Regions from separate parts of the Canis lupus genome. Here region 2 is linked to region 1. The links are chromatin contacts, called in public Hi-C maps. All regions are on one chromosome and are shown on one strand. The core of a region is the stretch at or near the end of the contact, and the rest is flanking DNA. Distances in the headings are between cores, read along the strand shown. Region 1 overlaps PRKCH (protein kinase C eta type). Region 2 has its middle 240 kb from the start of SYT16.

Evidence for each region. A called contact is a pair of places that touch in the nucleus more often than the background predicts.
Region 2: a contact with region 1 is called in a Hi-C map of skin fibroblasts, with 3 times the contacts expected there. The contact joins two enhancer-like sites. A contact is called at or near these places in 3 of 9 Hi-C or Micro-C datasets (amygdala, blood and skin fibroblasts).

What each region holds. Positions count from the first base shown.
Region 1 is chr8:36,627,124-36,630,964 of UU_Cfam_GSD_1.0, reverse strand. PRKCH (protein kinase C eta type) reads right to left here. Exons shown (of 14, transcript XM_038544885.1): 7 at 1,799-1,926. Among named protein-coding and RNA genes, the nearest start is that of PRKCH, 130 kb to the right of the region's middle. Within about 2 kb of position 1,529, at least 3 of the 20 cell types and tissues checked have an H3K27ac peak or open chromatin away from gene starts, as enhancers often do.
Region 2 is chr8:37,228,373-37,231,905 of UU_Cfam_GSD_1.0, reverse strand. No RefSeq gene overlaps it. Among named protein-coding and RNA genes, the nearest start is that of SYT16, 240 kb to the right of the region's middle. Within about 2 kb of position 1,670, at least 3 of the 20 cell types and tissues checked have an H3K27ac peak or open chromatin away from gene starts, as enhancers often do.

The sequences.
Region 1 (3,841 bases), core at 280-2,779:
TTCTGGAAATGCAATCTTTTGGTACAAAATGTAAATCTTGAAGACTTCTGATACACTGTCAACTGGCCCTCCAGAAACGCTGATCACCAGCACAATGAGAGCTCCAGTCTCACCATACTGAACCAGAAGTAGGTGTGGCCTCCTCAGTGGGTAACCCACCCCATCTCAATGGTACAAGCCCTGTCACAGGGAGGGATCTACACAAAGGCAAGATGACTTGCAGATGTCCATCGTGGGACATTTATAAGACAAACTACCACTAGACAACAGATCAAAAGTCTAACATTCTGAAGCTCTTGACCTATTTAGCTGAAAACCCCCGGCTTATCTGGAGCAACTTCTAAGCAATGTTTTCAATAAACAACAACTGTGCAATTGCTTGAAGCTACAAGGATTTTACTTACTCAATCCAATAAAACAGTGATTATGGATATAAAATGGATCATCTTAAAAATCCAATTGCTTTTAGTAGTTTCTCCCCCAGATCTCTGATCATAAATATTGCAAGATAAAAAAACTTAACTAGCTTGAATCTCACTTCCTCCACTTAAATACTTCCCCTGGTTGGGCTGGTATTAGCTAGAAAACTCTAAGCCAGTATTTCTCAATCTTTTGTTTTAACCCATTCTTCTCTTTTGATAGACTTAAGATTCTTTTTCGTGTCGTACTGTCAAATAACAGGTAATTTTGGTTTTTTCACTTTTAAATATCATAACATTAAAGATACTTGGTTCAAGGGACAAATGACAAATGGCACTGCCTATTGTGCCACTTGGTCTGTCTTATTCCCATTACATTTTAGGAGCCCTGGTGCAGGCTGAATTCCTTAATCTATGCCCTTCGGAACAGTTGTCCCATGCACTAGAAATCCCCCTCATGGCATCAGCATCCCACCTGTCCATCCATGGGCTAAACATCAGACATTGCTAACACTTTCCTGAAATAAAGGAATATAATCTCAGTCCAAGTCCCTAATCTACCCATAACAAGGAAACAGGGTGGTGATTATGGACGTTTCTGGATAACCCAACAGTGACAGTGATGGTGCTTCCCTTCCTAAGTACCCAGAAACATTTAACAGTTAAGTCTAGAATTTTCCTAAACCGGATATCAAGCTAAACCTTTCACAAACCACAACAGTAGCCATGGCTCTTTCCCAGTGCTCTGCAGGCCCAGCCAGGAAGGCAGCAATAGGACATGAGTCTGGGAAGCAGTTGAGGCTCTAACGGTCACAGCAAGTGGAGGTGACTCAGGGAGGCTGTAAGACAAAACATGCCCACGGCAACTGACAACCCCACCCACTCCCAAGAGCCAAGAGGAAGGAACTCCTGATTGTCGCTGAGCTTGAGAGATAAATTCACAATCCATAAACAAAAACTGCAGAACAGCTAGACTCCAGAGCTGTGGAGAACCTCAAAGATCTTCAAGTTCAACCCCGTTAGAGGGGAGGAAGCAACTCCAGAGTTGCTAGTCAACTATACTGCAGGGGCCCCAGCTAAAAGGAAAACCCAGGGCCCTGGACTCCAGGGCTGTACCAGACCACAGGAAGCTAATTAAAAAAAAAAAAAAAAAAATCCTTCTTCTGCTTCCTGCTATATCTGCATGCTTGTTATTTCATGTCATATAACTGTATACAGAATCTTCTTGGTGGAACAAAATGCTCTTAAAAAATACAATAAATCTTGATTATTGTGTTTGCTGAGATTAGGAACTTTGCTTATGCCACATGCACTCATTTGGACTTGCCACATCTGAACAACGTCTAAATTGCAATACATTGCAAAAAGCAAAGTCTCACCGAGGTTGGAGAAATATTTCCGGGCTGGAGGCCCATTCCTGCCAGGGTCTTGGCTAGCTCCACTGCATTTACACCACAGTTAGGTGCCACGTTCGCCTGACATCGAATGTGGACATTCATCTTACATACTGGAGGGGGGGAAGAGAAGAGAATCCACATTCAGGAAGGTGCCAATTCAACATACACTGCAAAAAAGAACTTTAATAACCTGAAAGATGATGACAGAGGAATTGTACAGGCTGCACAATGCCATCTTCTCATTAAACTGAATTCACACTCCAAACAAACTCTGACATCTTTCCCATTTCCATTTTATGCAGAAGCAGAAAGCCTGGCACACTGATAAATAATAAATTTCAAATCCACTTTTTCACCGTGACTTGATGAAAGACATTCATCTAAATGATATGTAGTAGTCAAAGCCGATTTAACAGCATGATTCAATACAGAAATCAAAATGCTCATCCCAGTGAAGTTTCAGTCAATTAACAAGGCATCATGTCAATTGACTCTATGCTTTTGCCTGTATCCCTCAATAAAAGGTAGCAATCTAAATGCCACATATAGATTGCTGTTCAGACAGGATGGAAACGGTGTTTCTGAGAGAAAAACCTCTAAAGCTCTCTTTCTGAATATTGTTGTGGTTGGGTGGCCCTCACAGCACAGGGTACAGCATCCTGTGGGGCTGTGGTTCTCAGTGCTTGCAGCCTGTGCTTCTAACTACTTCACGGGGGAGAGAAGCAACTTTTTTAAAGGTCAAAGTAAATGGCAGTTGGAAGAGGAGAGAAGAGCAAGCTAAGTTCCTGGTGCAGAGGTAACTGACCTGGGAGGATGAAGGGACCCAAGGTCTAATCAGCAGAAAGTTCTGACACAGTTTCTTTACTGGGGCCCTGCTGATTGGGAGGCAGAACTCAAACCACAGGCAACATATTCCTGCATCAGGAGTGTCAACCCATCGTTGGAAGCATGCACAGATCCAGGCTCTGTGGGGTCTGGATTTATGTAATTTAGGGTGCTCTCTTTTAGAGAAAGAATATCCAATCAAGTGGAGAGTTCTGGAAGATACCCTTGCAGGGAAGGCACCCTGAGGCTTAAGCTTCATTAGCTTCATGGTGAAAGCCAGTACAGAGAAGCACACCTGCAGTGCCCTCTCTAAAGGACCATGTGACAATAAAAGCAAAAATTACAGGAGATGGATCATTGTGTGTGTGCTACCCTCAGGCCACGAGGGACAAGAACAATGCAGATGAGCCCCACGCCTGGCCCTGCGTGACAGCAACAACTATACAAAAGCAGAAAGTGACTTTTGCAATGAAAGCCACACCTAGGGGTCACCATCCAACTTCAGATCAAGCAGTGCCTGAACCAAAGCTACACATGAGCTGGTTGCTGTTTTGGTTGAAAAAGAATTATTTCATGTTTCTAGGAAAAAAGAATTATTAAATAACGTTCTAAAGAGATTTTTAAAATTTGCCCCTCCTAAAGACAGGTGACTAGTCCCTTTATGTTGGCAGAGCAGGCTTGGTGAGTCCAAACACTTGATGGAAGTTGTCTGGCTGCAATGACATCAACTCTGCCTCCCCCAGTGACTCAGGATTTATCTAGAGCTTCAGGCTGAAATTCACCTGTATTTCCGCAGGGGACTGCACCCCATGACAGCCAGACTGTCATGGCAACACTCAGTGGGAGACAACTTGAAACTCCCCAGCTCCTAACAGGACAGGAATCACACCTTACTCTCAGACCCTTTGCTAAGGCCAAAGTTCCCAACTCAAGCTCCATTGGGCAGAGTTACTGAAGCACAAGTCCATGGCCAAAGCTCAAGCATCCTTCACCCCACCTACCTCTCCAATCTCTATCCACCTCTTTGAGGAAAAGACCCAGGGCAGCTTTTCTTGTGCTTTTACTCGATTCCTGCTTATTTCTGGTGAGGTCGCTGGACCTACTCTCCTGCCAGTTCTTACTCATAACCGAAGCCTCTCCTTCGGCCACCTCACCTCCTACCACCTTCCGTTTCTGACCAAGATCCCATTTTTTCCTCTT
Region 2 (3,533 bases), core at 421-2,920, 600 kb before region 1:
GCCGTAATGCAGATTAAATCTTTAAAAATCACCATGATCTCCTCTTGCAACTTGAAGAGTTCTCTTCACTTCCTTCATTCAGACATGCACCAGTTTGCTCATAGGGCTTCCGCTTGACATGTTCCCCAAGGCAAGCTGCCTAATTTGGCCCAGTCTATTCACATGGGTCTTAGAGAGGAAAATCTGCCAGCCCACAAATGTCCTTTCTACAGAAAATCTCTATTGACTTCTACCCAGCAACCATCTATATACACAACCCCTTATATTGATCTTGTAAGTCATGGTAATGCTACATTAGCATTTATTTCTCTGGATACATATTTAAACAGTAATTTCTTTTAAGGTAGTGATTACCTGGTAAAGCTGAATCAATCTGAAAAGTGTATTTCTAGGACAGCTTGAGAAAATCTGGTGAGAGTTCCCCTTTGCACAGCAAGCATTTCTCACAGCCTCAGGCTCATGAATGGCTACCTGAGATTTTGAAACACGGAGACAGATGCAAATAACATTGGAAGAGTCAGGACGGCCCTCACTTGAACTGGTTATCACGTCAGAAGAACCCATGCAATAGGAGGACCCTATCTAAGATGTTCTAGGTGGGGCTGTTCTGGACCAGATAGATAAATAGATAAACCTTCAAGCACACACAATCATTCTGGTGTTCTCCAGATTGAATTTTAAACATAAGGGATCTATAACTATCCTAAGAAATTTGCAAATAAGTGAATAACTGATTTCACCAATCATTTACGGGAGATCATTTTGGGGAGATTATCAGCAGGTTGATTTTTTGGAAAAATCACAGTCATATATACTTAATTTGTTTTCAAACACCAGATTTTGCATAATTTCAAGAAAAATTCTCTCTAAAGTAACAATCCAGCCGTTAGAACAGTAACTCAATCATTCTCTGTAAGACACACTACTTCTCACAGGATTTGAAATAGCCAAATGGCACTTTTTCTTTGAAGAGAGTTTTTCCTTAAAGGGCCATGCTGTACTGCACCTTTTCTACATGGATGTATGCTTACAGATCTCATCATCTTCTATATTTAGAGAGATGAGCTTTCCAAAGGAAGATAGGCAGCCAATGAGGAGGATCCCATCAAAAGAGAGGTGAGTTACTATGGTTACTTTTCAGGAGATTGAGTAACAGTGAAGGGCTGCTCCCGGCCAAATGGACCCTTTCCAGAGCAGGACCCAAAAAGATTGTTGCTCTCCATACGTGTTGATTCCATTAGTCCAGACTACACGATGTCATTTTAGCCCTAACCACAGGCTTTGCATGGGTGCCTACTGCTCCCAGCTCTCCTAGCCACACATGGGCAGCGAAGTCAAAGGAAAAACAAGGAGGGCTGAAAACTTCCGAGCACAAACCTAGAAACGACGGGCATGGGGAATCCTCCGGAACCAATTTCACGATTTAAAAAAAAAAAAAAAAAGAAAGAAAGAAAGAAACCAGGTTATGCGGGACCACCACCTGGCCGCTGTTCAATGACCGAGGGCAGAGTAGGATCCCAGAACAGTCCCTTGCCCTCACCCTCAATGAAATGGGTCCTTTCTGAGCCTTATTGTGCGTAAGTCCAGACATACCTTGCGAGCTGGGTCCGCTGACCAGGAGATGGGCGCATGCACCTGCTTCGTAGAGGCGCGGGGCTCGGGGCTCCGTCCCGCGTGTGCGGAGCTGTCACTCTTCGGAGGGGCGCTGACAGCGGCGGCGGCGGCGGCGGCAACTGCAGCTCGGCGGGCAGCCCTGGCTCCTGCAGGTCCGTCCCTCCAGGCTCTGAAGCGCCTCTCGCTCCGGGTTCGGAACGCGAGGCGGGCGCGCAGCTGTTCTCCGCTCGCATTGGACCAGAGGGAGCAGATGTTACCCGGTTGCTAGGAGCGTTGCTAGGAGGCGATGACGCCCCTCCACAGCTCGGAGCAACTTTCCTGTAGGTCGGGTGCGCTGGCGGGGGCTGCTGGGAGCCGGGTTTGAGAACTGCAGCGAGGAGGGGCAGCGAACAAAGAGCCCCAAACCGGGGGGCCGGAGAGCTGGGGAGCTGCGGGTGGGGGAGGGTCGCAGCTCCCGTGGGGCCGGGCGGGTGATGGGGCCGCCCCTCCCCAGCCAGTGCCACTCGCCGCGGGGCAGTAGCTGGGCGTCCCCTGGGGTGAGAGGGTTTGGGATTGGGAGTGGGACGGCACTTTCAGCAGAACTTGGTCAGTGCCTTTCCAACACTGAGACCCGCCGGGATGCTCTGCGCCTTGGGGCAGGAAGGACCCTGGCAGGAAGAGAGATGGTGGAGGGTGTGTGTGGCCTGGCTTGAGGCGTGCGGGATAAGGACTACAGGAACTTCTGCCTTCTGGGACTCTCCTCCCCAGCGTGTTTCTGTTTGTGTCTGCACAGTTGATAGATTTTGAAGAGGGAAAAACTAACCCATGAAATTCAGACCAGAGTCTCATTCCTCTACTGGGTATGGCTGCCAGTATGGTGCCAAAGATTTCAGAAAAATGCCCCTGTGGAGGGTCAGACATTCCCTTTATGGAGTGAGGAAGCCTTCGTTTTGATCCAGTGGCTAATTAAAAGTTCAGGCTAATATGTAAGTTTCTTTAAAAAATACACAAAACAGAAGGCTCTTTTCACAAAGGAAACTGGAGAAAGTATGCCTGTTTCAGTCTATTACACTGTAGTATAAATTCACCCAAAGGATTATATTGTCTCTGATGCTTCACTCAAGGCCTGCCCCCACCCCACCCCCTTTTTTTAACCAATGCTTTTTGCTGTCATTGTTCAATGGGGTTGTTATTCTTGGAGGGAAGGGACGATGAGAAGGTCAATGTGGACAAATCCAGGTAGCCAAGGGAGCCAAATTAAAGAAAGAAAAATGACCAACCTAGCAGAAGACGTTCGTCCAAAGGAAAGAGGGAATCCCTCAGAGAAGGAATCTTATTGAAGAGGGATATACACCACTTCCGTTGTTCCCTATAGGGTCAGGCCAGGGCCTGAGAGGAAGAGAGCACCACTGGGAACCAATTAAAAAGAGGAGTTGCCATCTTCAGAGCCAGGGCAGGGCTGCCATGTAGTGCTGTGTTGAGTCCTGCAATGGCAGACATTTTGCAAGGCTGGAGGGCTACACAAAGTAGCCCAACAAATCTCACTGGCCACTGCCTCTTCAGGTTCCCAGTACCAACTTAACAGCTATGACCAAACTTGGAGTTAACAATTTGTTAGCCCTTAGACTTAAGAAGCAGATAGCCTTATGCTAATAGTGAACTTAGTTATAGGAATCCCTTAGCAATGTATATCAAATTGTCACAGGTACACTTTAAATATCTCATGATTGTATTTATCAAATATACCTCAAGGTCCAGTCATGCTTTGTTGTTGTTGTTGTTCCTTGAATGAGGAGGGTTCTCACTTCTCTCCGGCATTTTGTATATGCTGTTTCTTCATCCTTAAGGTGCTTCCCTTTTACCTGGCTTACTCCAACTCAGCTTTCATAGCACGGCTTAAATACCACTCCCTCATCGTGGCTTTCCCCTCACAGCTTCCC